Regions from separate parts of the Astyanax mexicanus genome. Here region 2 is linked to region 1. A link is a contact called in public Hi-C data. All regions are on one chromosome and are shown on one strand. The core of a region is the stretch at or near the end of the contact, and the rest is flanking DNA. Distances in the headings are between cores, read along the strand shown. Region 1 overlaps pard3aa (par-3 family cell polarity regulator alpha, a). Region 2 holds the start of pard3aa (par-3 family cell polarity regulator alpha, a).

Region 1 (7,001 bases), core at 2,060-4,559:
AATGACTTTTTCAATCACTGTGAGCATGGCCCTCACCTGCTCACTCTTTTGTCCAGTCTCATAGCAAATTAAATAATTACTGATGTAACTCAAATATAAATCTTAGGCCTAATAGCTTCATCAAATGTATTTGTGTGAACTGAGAAAGTGAGCAGAACTTGCCCCCTACCCTCGATAAACTGTTGATTATGTCGACTAATCATTCCAGCTCTAGTAGATACTGCAAGAACATATATCTCAGGAGTTTTTGACCTAGATACTTGAAGATGAAGTGCAAAGGACTTCTGGTTAGGAATCTCACAATGAAATGAGTTAAGAAACTGTATACTGCTTAGAAAGTTTAGAAAGATGTTTGTTCTATGAAGCACAAGGCACTAAAAAAAGGAGGCCTGGCATTAAGGATGAACATGTCAAGAACCTACCAGGACATTACAAACAGCTGTTCTGTGACTTTAAGCATGTAGAGCATTTAAAAACAAAATAAACCTATACCAGCAATAAATCACTTGATTCAGAATAACTGTGTAAAAGATTACTATTAAAAAAGTTAAATAAAGTTTAAAGTTTCTGGGGAAGGGCTTGAATGCAGCCATCACATTTATTTTATGTCCATTTCAGAATTAGGATTATTTAAGCAAACACTTCACCTCTCCTGCTAATTGAATTACAGTAACTGATTTAATCTCCACTTTTAATCCCAGGCTGTAATCTGATTTCCCTGCTGGGAGAGCCACAGTCCAGACTTCAGCGTGCACTTCTTTATTCCAGGGATGTGACAGAAATCTTGGTGTCTCTAATGGGTTTAAAGATGTTAATTCTTTTAGGATTTTTTGTTATTTTTATTTTTATTATTAGAAGGATAATCTTGGACTGTTTCACTTTAATTAAACATCCCTCATGTTCCCTCTAACTTTAAGATGAAGCAGTTTCCTCCTTACCAAATGTACTGGTGATGATGCATTAATAAAAATGCAAATGGTCCGAAACATTAAACTTATTTAAGTCTGCTGCCAGTGTAGCTGTGCAACTTATACATCACACTTTCAATGTCTTATGTAGTTTGTAACACTTCACTGTTGGATTTGCTGCAATAACTCAGACAAACTGAGACAATCTCACACTACACATTATTTATTTTTAGAATAGAAAGCAAGCTAAACCTTTAATGGTAAGGTATTTAGGAGCATTAGTCCACATTAGTCCATTCATTGTGAAACGTGGAAACAAACATATAAAAGCATTTAGACATATATGTAAAAAAAAAATCTACTACCCTTAGTGCATCTGATTTTAGATTTAACTATAATTTAATTACTCATCATTTTTGTTTTTTATTTATTAAATTTGTTAAGTATGGGAAAATGTAAAGTGTGCAAAATTATCACCTTTAAATTGAGGAAAACTGAAACACTCTAAGCAAGAGCTAAGGAAGCAATATTAACACTTACTAGATATTATAACTAGATCAAATATTTCACTAAGAATGTTTCTTAGTCATATCATCCTGCAATGACCCACAATGGCAGGCAGGGGGCTCAGCAGGAACGGTACATCATACATCAGTGTTTTTACCCAGGAGATAACCTGCATTAATCTACTCCAGACCCCCGCAGACTTAAACACACTGAATATCAAAACATGATTACAGAGTCCTAAATAGAAAACCAGGCAACTCCCACATTCAACGGTAGCAGACCAGGGTCCAGAGCAGATGCAGTGTCAAGGTGTGTGTGTGTGTGTGTGTGTGTGTGTGTGTTAATGAGGAGTCACATCACATCAAAATAACAGCAATTAAAAGGACACTGGAGCTGCTACAAATGACACCATATATATTTAATACATGCAAACCTACACTGAGCACCCCCATCTATTGATGTCCTAAACAAACAATGGTGGAAGATCAATAAAATGATTTAACCCTGTTTGCTGTGTGAGTATTATACATTACAAACACTATCAACATACACAATCAATAACAACATTAAATCTCCCATATTGACCTTTATTTACAAGGACAAATATCCCCACCAGCAAACATACAATAAACCATTAATTTTCCCAAAAGCATCTTAGTTTTAATGCACAGGAACCCAAGCTTAGTTCTGAATATTGATAAAAAAAATTATTTAACCAGTTAAATTAATTTAATTGCTCATCTAATTGAGACAGAAGGGAAAATGACTGTACAAATTTTAGGTTAAATCCTGATGTAACATGAATGACAACAACAATTTCATGAGTTGTATTTTTAACATTTTGTTTAAAAAATTGTCAGAACTAGCCATATGGACTGCAAAACATTTTATTCAATTATTTTAATTGTTAAAATTGTTGGAACAGACCTGTAGAAGCGCAAATAAACTTTTAAAAGTAAAAGCTATTTTTACCTCCAGGGCTAACCCAGCACTCCAACATTCTATAAATAAGATCAATTACAAACTGTCCTGTGATGCTCTTAGGATGTTCATTAGATGTCTCTTAGGGACTTCATAAGTAAAGGACTTACAGTGAGCTGTAAGGAACTTTCAACATCTGTGACCCATACGTCACCATGAGTTCTTTTTGGTTAAGATAATCGTATATCTTCTATTGTTATAGTTCATTTAAAGTGATTATTGTAAGGTTGCATGACTTTGTCCACATAGAGCATCTGAACACATAAACTACTTGTAGTGTTATTTTACTGCAGAAAAGAGTTTTAGTTTTGTTTTATATCACCTACACCTGTAGCTCGTATATGGAACAAGGCATGTTAAGGGGCTAAGTTGGTTTTTGATGGTCAATGTGACTGGTTGATTGGAGGTGTCATGTTGGTCATTCAGCTTGGTGATGCTGATTGAACAAAGCAGTAATGCTGGACAACCAGTATGGATAAAACTTTGTCACACTAGTTATCTAGCTTGTTCAGGTTGATGCTTTTAGAGTAGCTAAACATTCAAACTCAAAATATATATATTTTTTTCCCTGAAAGACTTTTAGAAAACAGTATAGATCCATTCAACTACATCTCAACACTAATGAATGTGAGTTACAAATAAGACAATAGAGCACAATCATGGATTCTATATTCTAGTTCTTCAATAGTACAAGTAGTTGTGAAGTTTGTTGCAATGTTTAATCCATTTTGCTTCAGCTTCTGCTCACTGAGTTCTATAAAACCGAACAGGTTTTCTGTTCTTATCTCTAAGTACAGGAAATCGCACCTAAATCGCTCTCTACAGTAAATCAACTGCACATTATTTAGATGAGAGAGAACAGCATGAACAGGGAGAAGGGGGGCAGGGTGGGGTGTCGTCCTCAGAGGCATCACACACAGCAGTGATGCAGATGTGTGTGTGTGTGTGTGTGTGTGCCCAAGTCCTAGCAGACACGTTACCATGGCAGCCAGCAAATAAAAGAGTCTACCTTTCCTAGGATGAGAGGAACAGCTCTCAACACACATGCACACACACACACACACACCTGTATGACACTTTCCTCTCATCCATAAAAAAGCTTATAATATACACACACTCCAGGCCAAGCAAACCGAAGTCACAAACATAAACAGTACGTATGGACCTTTTATTAAAGCTAATATTTGGGAATTAGGGACGAAACCACTTATAAACCAAAGAGCTTTAGTGTCCATGTCTTTTATTAGAGCACATTGAGTACACATTCACGACGCAGACAAGAAAAAGTAAGTGAAGCTCTCTGATCTGACTTATTCATGGGATAACTGACAAAATGTGTTAAGGAGATGATATGATATTGGAAATGTGAGTTCACTAAGCATTAATAAGAAGGGCACAACAAGACTGGTTGTTTAATCTGATTAAGAAAACCACATCCCTATGCAAACCAGCTTTCAGAAGAGTGACAGAAAGGCTGGAATCGGCTACAAATTAATAATAATAATAATAATAAAACATTTTATTTATATAGCGCTTTTCAAGATTCTCAAAGACGCACAAATTAAAAGGCAAAAAATTACAACAACAAAATAAGGGACAGTCTTTAAATTGAACACAAAAACAATAATATAGGCAGTTACATATATATTGTTTAACTACAAAGCACCTGGTTATCCATTATCTGTTACACAGAACATACAGGAGTGTTGTTATTCCTACAAAATCACTCTATGCACACCATTACTAAAAGAACATGAACACTTCACACAAACACTAAAACCTCACCCCAACTGTGAAGCACGGTGGAGGGAGTATGGATTAAGCTGGTTTTCAACCTCAGGGCCTGGACACCATATAATCAGTGAATTTTAAAGATAATCCAAAACATCTGACATTAAAATAAAAAAAACTGAATAATTATTGAAAAGACTTGTTTAGTATTGACCAAGTTCTAATTTTAGGACAATTCAAACCCTACTATTATAAAGGTGCTATTGCATGAAAAAGGTAGTGCAACCAATGTATCCCATAAATACTGATGATCTGAAACACACCAACAACAAGGATCGCTGGTCTACAGGCCATTATATCCAAGGGCTCCCTTAAGTTTTCTAGCCTGCACTGTGGATGTTTATTCATTGTGATTAATAATTAGGAAAAGAACAGTACAACTGTATGATTATCTGAAAGCTATAATAAAAGTATTTTAGTATTCACATTTTTAGCAATCAATGCAGACAAAACAGGTAATTTCTAAGCGTTTGCTTTATATTTATTTATTTATATGTGCAATAATGTAATTGAGACCATAACAGAATATTAATTTGAAATTCGAAACTACAATGCTTTTAAAAGCCCCTAGTATTATGTGGCAAAAAGATAAAAGTATCCATTTGGCTCTGTTTCACACAGTAGGATAAAGCAATGAGAAAATCTAAAACATGCATCATCATCACTTAAACTGCTAAGTAATCAAAGCTGACTTTTAAAGGTCATTTTAATCAAATAATAAAGTAGTCGTGACTGCCCTAGTTCTAATCTGACAAGACCCATTCAAATAAAAGCACCACAGCTGGCTGGAGCATTAATTTAGAGCATTCTTCTAAATTAACACTGTTCAGACCGAGAAATATCCATTAACACAGATAGAACCATTTTTGCAGAAATGTAAACTTCTAAATCAGAATGTGTCATGTCCTCATGTACAGAGCACAGTAAAGCACATCCTCTTTACCGGCTCTAGAATGCACAGAAGCCCCCTGCTCATTCATTGCCAGGCTAATTTCTTCTTCAGAGAGAGCTGTGGGCAGCGGCCCAGGCTCCCCTGCTGTTCTTTGGGGTGATGTATTCAGAGTTGCATAACACACTACAGTTTGGCAGCTCTGCAGCCCTCATGCATTTAAAATGACAGCAGCTTAAACGCTAGCAGATACAGTCCTCGCCTCGCTCAGAGGCACATTTCCGCTCGTTCGGAGTTGTTTGGGCCTCGTATGAAATATGAATTTGAACAAACGGGACCGCATGATTTACATGAAACCCACACGAGCAAAAGCCACAAAGCAGAAAACCTCAATACTGCGCCAGGCGATTAGCATGCTAGCTGCCGCAGGGAGCACAGCAGGACCGGACAGAGTAATTAGCTTCCAGTCTGAACAGCACAGCTCTTCAGCTCAGGGTATGATCCCACTGGTGCTGATGCATGTCTCATGAGTACCATCTACAACAGTACGTACAGAATGTCCACGTTTGAGGGTGACACTCCTCCTAATTAATGCATTCAGCTGTACATTATGTTGAACTTAATAAAGAGCTCACTGTATAGAAGTTTCGCCAATAGAAAAGGACAAACGTACCTATTGGCACCATGCCTTATACTAGGTGTGAACCAGAGGAATACAAACAACTGTGTTTATATCACAATCCTAAAGGTCCACAGATCATGACATTAATGAAAAGGAACAATGAACAAAATTTACAGATTATCTACCAGATAACACCATTACAATACATTGAATAAAAGCAGATAAAAGTACATATTCTGTTGATTTTCAAAGCAAAAGCAAGTAAACAAAAACATTTATGTTTACTTCTAAATGTAACTTATTAGGACAATAAAGCATAACATATTAAAAGCATTACAGCAACACATTTGCCATACTTTTGCACAAACAACATTGTGTGTAATATGTTAAATTCTGCAAACAAACAGCAATTATGAAATAAATATGTGTAAAATGTGTTCCTTGTAAAAGAAATGCATTTATTGTAACTTTATTTTGACAAACAATACAAAAACACAAGTTCCTCTAAAACATGTGTAAAGTGCAGCAACAATTAAACAAGCAAGCATTCCACCAGGGCTCAGAATAATTAAGGGAAAAAAAAAAAGACTAAACAAAAAACTCTCCCCTTAGCTTAATTAAGGTCAATGCTAGTAACATAAATCTCCATTTTACTTACTGTATTGGAATTGCACTGAAACCCAAACATAGGACAGTTTTTCTTTTCAGTTAATGTACAAAAACAGCCATGCACACACACCCTCAAACATTCTCCCAATCACTCTAAAAAAGGAGTCGCCAGAAAAGAACTGTGGCTAACCACTGATGTTGCTCCTGGGAGGAAACACAAACTGCAACAATGATTCAATGGTGATAGTACAGTTCACAACATTTCTGACTGATGGCATCATCCTGCAGCTCTCATCACTGAGCTTTGATCAGTCACCCACCCCTCATAAGGAACACTTACCAGAGCGGTCCAACACATGACAAATCAGACCCGCATCATTCATCCGGTGACAGCTATGCTTAATCATTGATACTTTCAACACAGTCACTCTTATACTGTGTGTGGCACACACATATGTGCCACACAACAACCGATGAAAATTAGAGCAGGAAGTAATAAGATAACCATCACCGCATGAGCCACATCCTGGCTATTTCTAAACACAGTAAAATGATTCTGGAATACATCCGGCTCCAACAAGCAAACTAACAATCAAGGAAATAAAGGAGCGTGTTCGATTTCTGACACACCGCTTTTTCTTAGTCTCTTTCACTGGATATATAAACAGAAACTGGACAGAACACATGATTAAAG
Region 2 (6,582 bases), core at 938-3,437, 84 kb after region 1:
AAGCCTAAGTCAGTAAGTTTAGGAGTTCACTGGAAATCCTCAACAGCATTAGGAATTAAGAGTAGCTAATTCTATAAGGCAGTGTTTCCCAAGCCTGCTCCTGAAATGAGTTTGCCATTATGAATTTTCTCATTCTGCCTGCTCTTGCATGTCCTTATTAACATCACAAAGGGTTTGTTGGGTAGAGTCAGAAGTGTTTGGAGGAGAAAAAACGCTAAAGACATCATGACAATCATGGTACATCTTGTCTAACACAGTGAAATTTCAGTGCATTTCATGCTGTAAAACACTCACTACAACTCTAAATAGATAGTTAGTTAATGAGTTGACTAGTTAAACGTGCAGGACATCTAACTCCAGGACATGTTCCTGAGGGCACACATCCCTGCTCATAATAGTATTGTACCTGATTTAACACAACCACTAGAACTATGAAAGGGGTTGTAAACGGTTGCAAATGGCTAAATTAGTTAGATCAGAAGAAGCAGGGGAAACACCACGAACAGGACTTAAAAAACACTGATCACACCACCTACAAAATCTCACAGTTTTAGGGTCACATGGACCAGAGTTTAGTTTTACTATTATGCGAGGCTAAATTAAAAAATAGAACATTTGGTGTAAACCTTCATAACTCTCTTGGCAGAGAAATGAAAAAAAAAATGTTTTAATATTCTGAGAAGAATTGTTTAATCGTTTTTTTTTATTTCTCCCCGTCACAATCTGAATATCAGAAAAAAATAAACAGTATTTAATCTGTCACAAAAATATAGATATTGTAAAAAAAAAAAGATTTTTATTTGAAAATGTATTTTTTTGAATAATCTTCAGAAAAAAAAGATGAAAACATATTTCTTCTAATTTCTACCATGCCAAATATAAGATAAAATATACTAATGAGGTTTTACACCCAATTTTCTAATTTTGCACCAAACAGTCATAAACCTGAACACAGTAAAAGTTACAGTGACGGAACAAACTCGTGGGTCTCCAAACGTTATCCTAGAATTTAACATTAAATGCCTATTTTTGGTCAGAAGAGGGGTGTCAGATCTGTTCTAATTGCTCAATATTGTGTTTTTATGACTGCATGCTTTCCTTGCAGCCAAGCTAAAGCACACGTGGTCAGCTGTTTGAGGACTGACCACCTGATTAACCAAGTGGAATCAGGTGTGCTGCTGCTGCTGCTGCTTATGGCTGTTTGTTTGGAATTAATGTTTGCAGCCACATTGACCCAAACCATTCCAACTTAAGAAAAGCTTGTTTTTTTTTTGTTTAAACATGGCCCAGTTTAAGAAAAAATCGGTAAAGTCAAACACAAACTCACAAGAAGGTGGTTAAATCTTCCCTCCAATAAACTCAGCTCCCAAACAAACCTCCTCCTGGTGGCCAGGAGAAGTTTCCTCACCTCATGGGAAAAACCAGGAGCCAAACCAACAGAGAGCTTCTCTTTTACAAGTCTAACTTCTCTTAGAAGTAAAAGAAGTGCACCAAAAACACAGACATAGAGACATATAAATCAGTCTAACGCTATCTGTTGTCTGAAGTGGATACATATATGCATACAAACTGTTACATATTTGCTGACTGAAGTTTTGTTTCTTTGTTTCTGTGAATCAACAAACAAACATTCACACACCAGCCCAAACTGTCAACACCAAACACTCTTAAAAACAAGCTCAACCCAAATTAAAACCACTTTTCTCAGGAGAACAGAGATAAATAAAGCTAAATATCCCTTTCTCCGGCTCTCTTGCCTGTTCTTCTGCCAGAGAAGCGCCATGTTGAGGAGCTGCAGCAGTTTTCCACCTTCAGAGGAGAGAAAAGGGGCGAAAACCAAATAAATTCAGAGGCTCTTACCTTGGCTATAGCTTTCTTATAGCGCATGGCCGCCTGCTGGATCAGGCTGTGGACTTTAATATTCCCGTCTCCGCACGGAACGACCACCCGGGTCCTCCCGAAGCACACTGTCACTTTCATATTCCTCTCAGGAGCCCGGAGAGTCCGGAGCGACGGCGGGTTTACACTCGGAGCCTCGCCTCCAAACACAGCAGATACATTATATCCACACAGCCGCGTTGCGTTATCCCTCCATACCTCACAGCTCCACTACAGGACCCACCTGTTCAGCCACTGCCAGACTCTCTCTCTCTCTCTGTCTGTCTGTGTATGTGTGTGTGTGTGTGTGTGTGTAAACGCAGTGAATGGGTTGGGCAAGTCGAGCACTGACTCACAGTTTCTCCTCCTCCTTTCTACTTTCTCACACACACACATTCATAGGGCATTCCCAGTAACAGCCTATTTACACATATACATTTCTGGGAAAAAAATTAAGAGACCACTCCAGTTTTTTAATCAGTTTCTCTGATTTTGCTATTTTAGGTACATGTTTGAGTAAACTGAACATTGCTGTTTTATTCTACAAACCACAGACAAAATTTATCCCAAATTCCAAATAAAAATATTGTCATTTAGAGCATTTATTTGCAGGAAATGATCAATGGCTGAAAAAAAATGATTGAGTTTAAGTTTTCAGACCTCAAATAATGCAAAGAAAACAAATTCATATTCATAAAGTTTTTAATCACAGTTTTCATGCATCTTGGCATGTTCTCCTCCACCAGTCTTACACACTGCTTTTGGATTTTGGAACTTTATGCCACTGCTGGTGCAAAAATTCAAGCAGTTTAGCTTGGTTTGATGGCTTGTGATCATCATATTCCTCTTGATTATATTCCAGAGGTTTTCAATTTGGTAAAATTAAAGCAACTCATCATTTTTAAGTGGTCTCTTATTTTTTCAGGGCTGTATTTATATATTTTTAGTAAACAAAGTAAACAAATTGTGCCCATATTATTTATTTATTTTCTGAGATTTCGGATAGAGCCATTAGTGAGCCATTAGGTGGCCACTTTCTCTTGAACAGTAAAAACACATATTTTCTTTACTTCAAACGTATCTTCAAGGCTGATGAAACAAGGTAGGATTTTCAATTAGCTCAGTAACCAAAGGTTCAGGACTGTCCAATAGGGGTTGACCCCTAGCTCTTCTTCTATTGGCTTGGCCTCAGGCTTAGGCTTTATGGCTAAACTGAGCACCCTGACACCCTATTACTACCATGCAGCCAATAACCCAATAATTTAGAGAGTATCTTAAAAAACAAAAATTTAAGTAAAAAAAAAAAAGCAAATTTAAGTTACCAAACATGTCTTAGCTGTTTGACTAATTTTGGAATAAAAAAATGACTTTTTTTTACTGAACTATTCTTTTAAGTTTTCACTGAGATTACATAGTGGAAAAGCATAAACCATACAACCTGCATTAGGAATTCTTTAAACAATCTGAGGAAACGTGTCTGTCCAAGTCTGAGGCCTAAAATGTGAGTAAACTAGTGACAAGGCATATCTAGGGAGGATTTTGATTTGTGGAATGAAAAAGGTCTAATCATGATAGAGACAACAACAGCATTCATACTTACATTCAAGATGTAGACAGCAAAATACAATATAGACATAAAAAATATGGATATGAGTTTGTAACATCATTCCACATGTTGTGTGAAAGCTTCTAATGGAAAATGAGACCTCTTTACAAGAAATGACATTATATTACCAGACGTGTCACGACAAGCAAAGTGTGCTGAAAGCTTTCTGAGAAAAAAAGTATCCAGACCCGGACAAGAGTTAAAACCTGGTGCTTTAGATGGAACATGTGACTTGACTAAGTGCTGTTGTGTGTAATGTCTAAGGTTTGTGCTCAATACAGCACCTGTAATGATGAGATATAGGAGTTACAACTGTTCCTCCTTCCTGACACCCATGTTTATGGGCACTTCCAATTAATAACTATTAATCAAACAATTCTCCAATTGGTGAGATTTTTTATTTACTATTTATTTTAGAAGTTATGTTATTTTAGGTGCCTTTATAAATAAAGAAATACATCAAGTCTAAGTAAAACAAATTTTAGTTTTGTAATGAAAAACAAATTGCTTCCATATAAGCAGGACAGATTTATTATAAACATTTTGGGTTGTTTCTAAAACCATAATGTAAGAATTACTTCTCTAACTAATAAATTCAAAGGGTATTCACCCTGTATATCCACATTTCAGTGAGTGTTCCTGAACTTTCTATTTCTCCTTTTGGCAGGTCTTTTCAGTTACTCTTCTCTGCCTCCTACTGGTGCTCTACACAAACTCTTCAAGTCACTGGTTCATGTCCTATTTGTGATTCTTTTTTTTTCTGTCAAACTAAAATGACATCAGATAAACCGCAAAACGTAGTCTCTTAAATCAAATGACAATATAATTGTCAGTACACTGAACATGCTTTACTCATGACGTACGCTGAGTGGAATATGGGACTGATCAGATCTCCTCATATGGAGCTGATTTAGAGAAAATCCTTAGCCAAGAGGTAGCACAGAGCGAGCTATGAAACGAGTCCTGGGCTTGAAGCTGAACTTTCTTACATTAAATAGCCACCTGAGAACAGTGGAGAAGCTGGCAGGACGTCTCCACATAACCATTTATTTAACCATCTGACTCATTCAGCCCCAGTCTACCACACTGACATGCCAAAAATCGTGGGATTACAGTATTTTATATTAGTTTAGTATTGATCATATATTGTTAATGCAGGACAACACACACACACACATCCATCCAACAAATCAGTGCATCTTTCTTTACCTTCCATGAGACATGGCAAAAGTCATGGTACACAATGCTAGATCCTGTCTCATGACTTTTGGCATGTCCGTGTACATAATGTTTACAAAGGTGAGATTTTCTTTTATAAGTATTTATTGGACAAGCAGCAGAATCATGTTTGTCACCTCTTATTTGTTTACTTTTTTACATTTTGAAAGTAAATACAATTATCAGTATAACGGTTTTATTACAATATTTTTTTTCCTCTTACTTTGATACATTTAAAAAAAGAAAAACACACGACAACTGCAAACGTGAGAAAAGAAAGCATGGTTGTTTTTCTCTGACACTTTTTTCTTTTTTAAAATTCTGACACAGCTCGGCACATCCGCTCGCTCTCTTGGTTTCTCTGGTTACGATTACATCGTCTAAAAATGTATTATCAGCTCTCACTTGAATAGCTATAGGCATTTTTCTTTTTTTTGTTTTCGTTGACGCTCTAGGGCGTGGCACTGGTGATGTAAACAGCATAAAATCAGAAAGGGTGGGTTGGAGGGGAGGTGGGGGGTGTTGATGGCTGCCTGGTTACTTGGAGGCCCCTCCCCCTCCCCCCACATAAGATGGAGGCACAGTCCCGCTTCTTCCCTTCGGGAGAGAGCCTGAGCCAGCCACAGCCGAAAAAAAAAGAACATGATTTGCGATCTGTCCGCCAAGTGACGATTCTTTTATGCGACGTAGCTGTACTCGTCCGCAGATGTCTGGCTCCGCTCAATGTACTGCTTGTCGATAAGCACTTCGATGCACTTCTTGATCATGCTGATACTGGGGTTGAATCTGGCTTTAGACTGGTTGATCACCTTGAAGCAGAGAGATGAGAAACATACAATAAGCTTACTGTGTGATGCATCCTTTTGGAAAAAAACAATAAAAGGGTTTATTCTCACTATAGAAAAAAACGTCAAAGCTGTCCAAAATACTGTACAAATTATGACACTAAGTTCAAATCCCAACTGTGCTGGTTTTCCAAGAATAGATCACATGCATTCTTCTTAATATAACAATAAATTGTATGATTATATTCATATGTTCGTATATCAGTGATAGATGAGTCTAAACAATATGAATATAATGTTATATAATGAATAATATAATGTGCGGATACCCTCGGGGTGCCCTAAGAACCAGTGGCTGGATTCACAAAGTAACAAAAGTGCTCTCTTTCTTCTTCATACTCAAGATAAAAGCTAAAGCAGCTCTAAATGATTTCATACAATTGGACTGGCATTTTATAAATCCAAAGCGGTGTCTTAGGTTAGTAATTCTTAGTTATTCTTAGAGACAGTTCAGATTTTTTTAAACATTATTAAGAACTTTTTAATGTTCAAGATTCTTTACAAGTTTTAGGAGATAAAAGGTTTTTAAATCTGGACCCAGTTTGTGAACCACAGTCTTCAAATATAATATCCTTCTGATCAACTAGATTAGGAGACAACACAAGGCATAATGTCCTCTGTCAAATTCTGCAACAAAAAAGGCTACCGAAACAGTCAAAGTGTGTACAGACAGAAAAATTTACAAACATTTTAACGCTAATAGAATACACACACAGACCTAAGAGAGAAGGGATGAAGCCCAGATTTGCATACAAGAGCCTGAAGCGAGCGGGAAAAGTGCCTAAATGTGGCAGAGGAATGTAGATAGGGTGGGAATCCAGAAAACTGATCCTGTGCTTCTGTCAACACCTACAACTACTGTGCGTGTATGTTCTTTACAAGTTGTTCTGGTCAATAAAAGGGTCTCTGGAAAAAATAGCATGTGGCACTTTGTTAGAAGTGCACAATCTGAAGAGCACACGTTAAAAAGCATGCTTTAAAAAGCACAGTTGGGAGAACACAGTAGTCTGAAATGCAGAGTCGAAGGAGCAGTCT

What was found. Hi-C and Micro-C count contacts between places; a contact is called where the count stands out from the background.
Region 2: a Hi-C map of muscle shows a contact between it and region 1, with 16 times the contacts expected there. The contact joins the promoter of pard3aa here to the enhancer-like site in region 1. A contact is called at or near these places in 2 of 3 Hi-C or Micro-C datasets (both in muscle).

Annotation. Positions count from the first base shown.
Region 1 is chr6:45,728,567-45,735,567 of AstMex3_surface, forward strand. All of the region lies in intron 2 of pard3aa (par-3 family cell polarity regulator alpha, a), which reads right to left. Among protein-coding and RNA genes, the nearest start is that of pard3aa, 84 kb to the right of the region's middle. Within about 2 kb of position 3,310, the one cell type or tissue checked has an H3K27ac peak away from gene starts, as active enhancers do.
Region 2 is chr6:45,813,908-45,820,489 of AstMex3_surface, forward strand. pard3aa (par-3 family cell polarity regulator alpha, a) reads right to left here and starts at 2,188. Exons shown (of 23, transcript XM_015602814.3): 1 at 1,861-2,188. The coding sequence starts at 1,980. cul2 (cullin 2) reads right to left here. Exons shown (of 21, transcript XM_007238650.4): 21 at 4,790-5,511. The coding sequence ends at 5,380.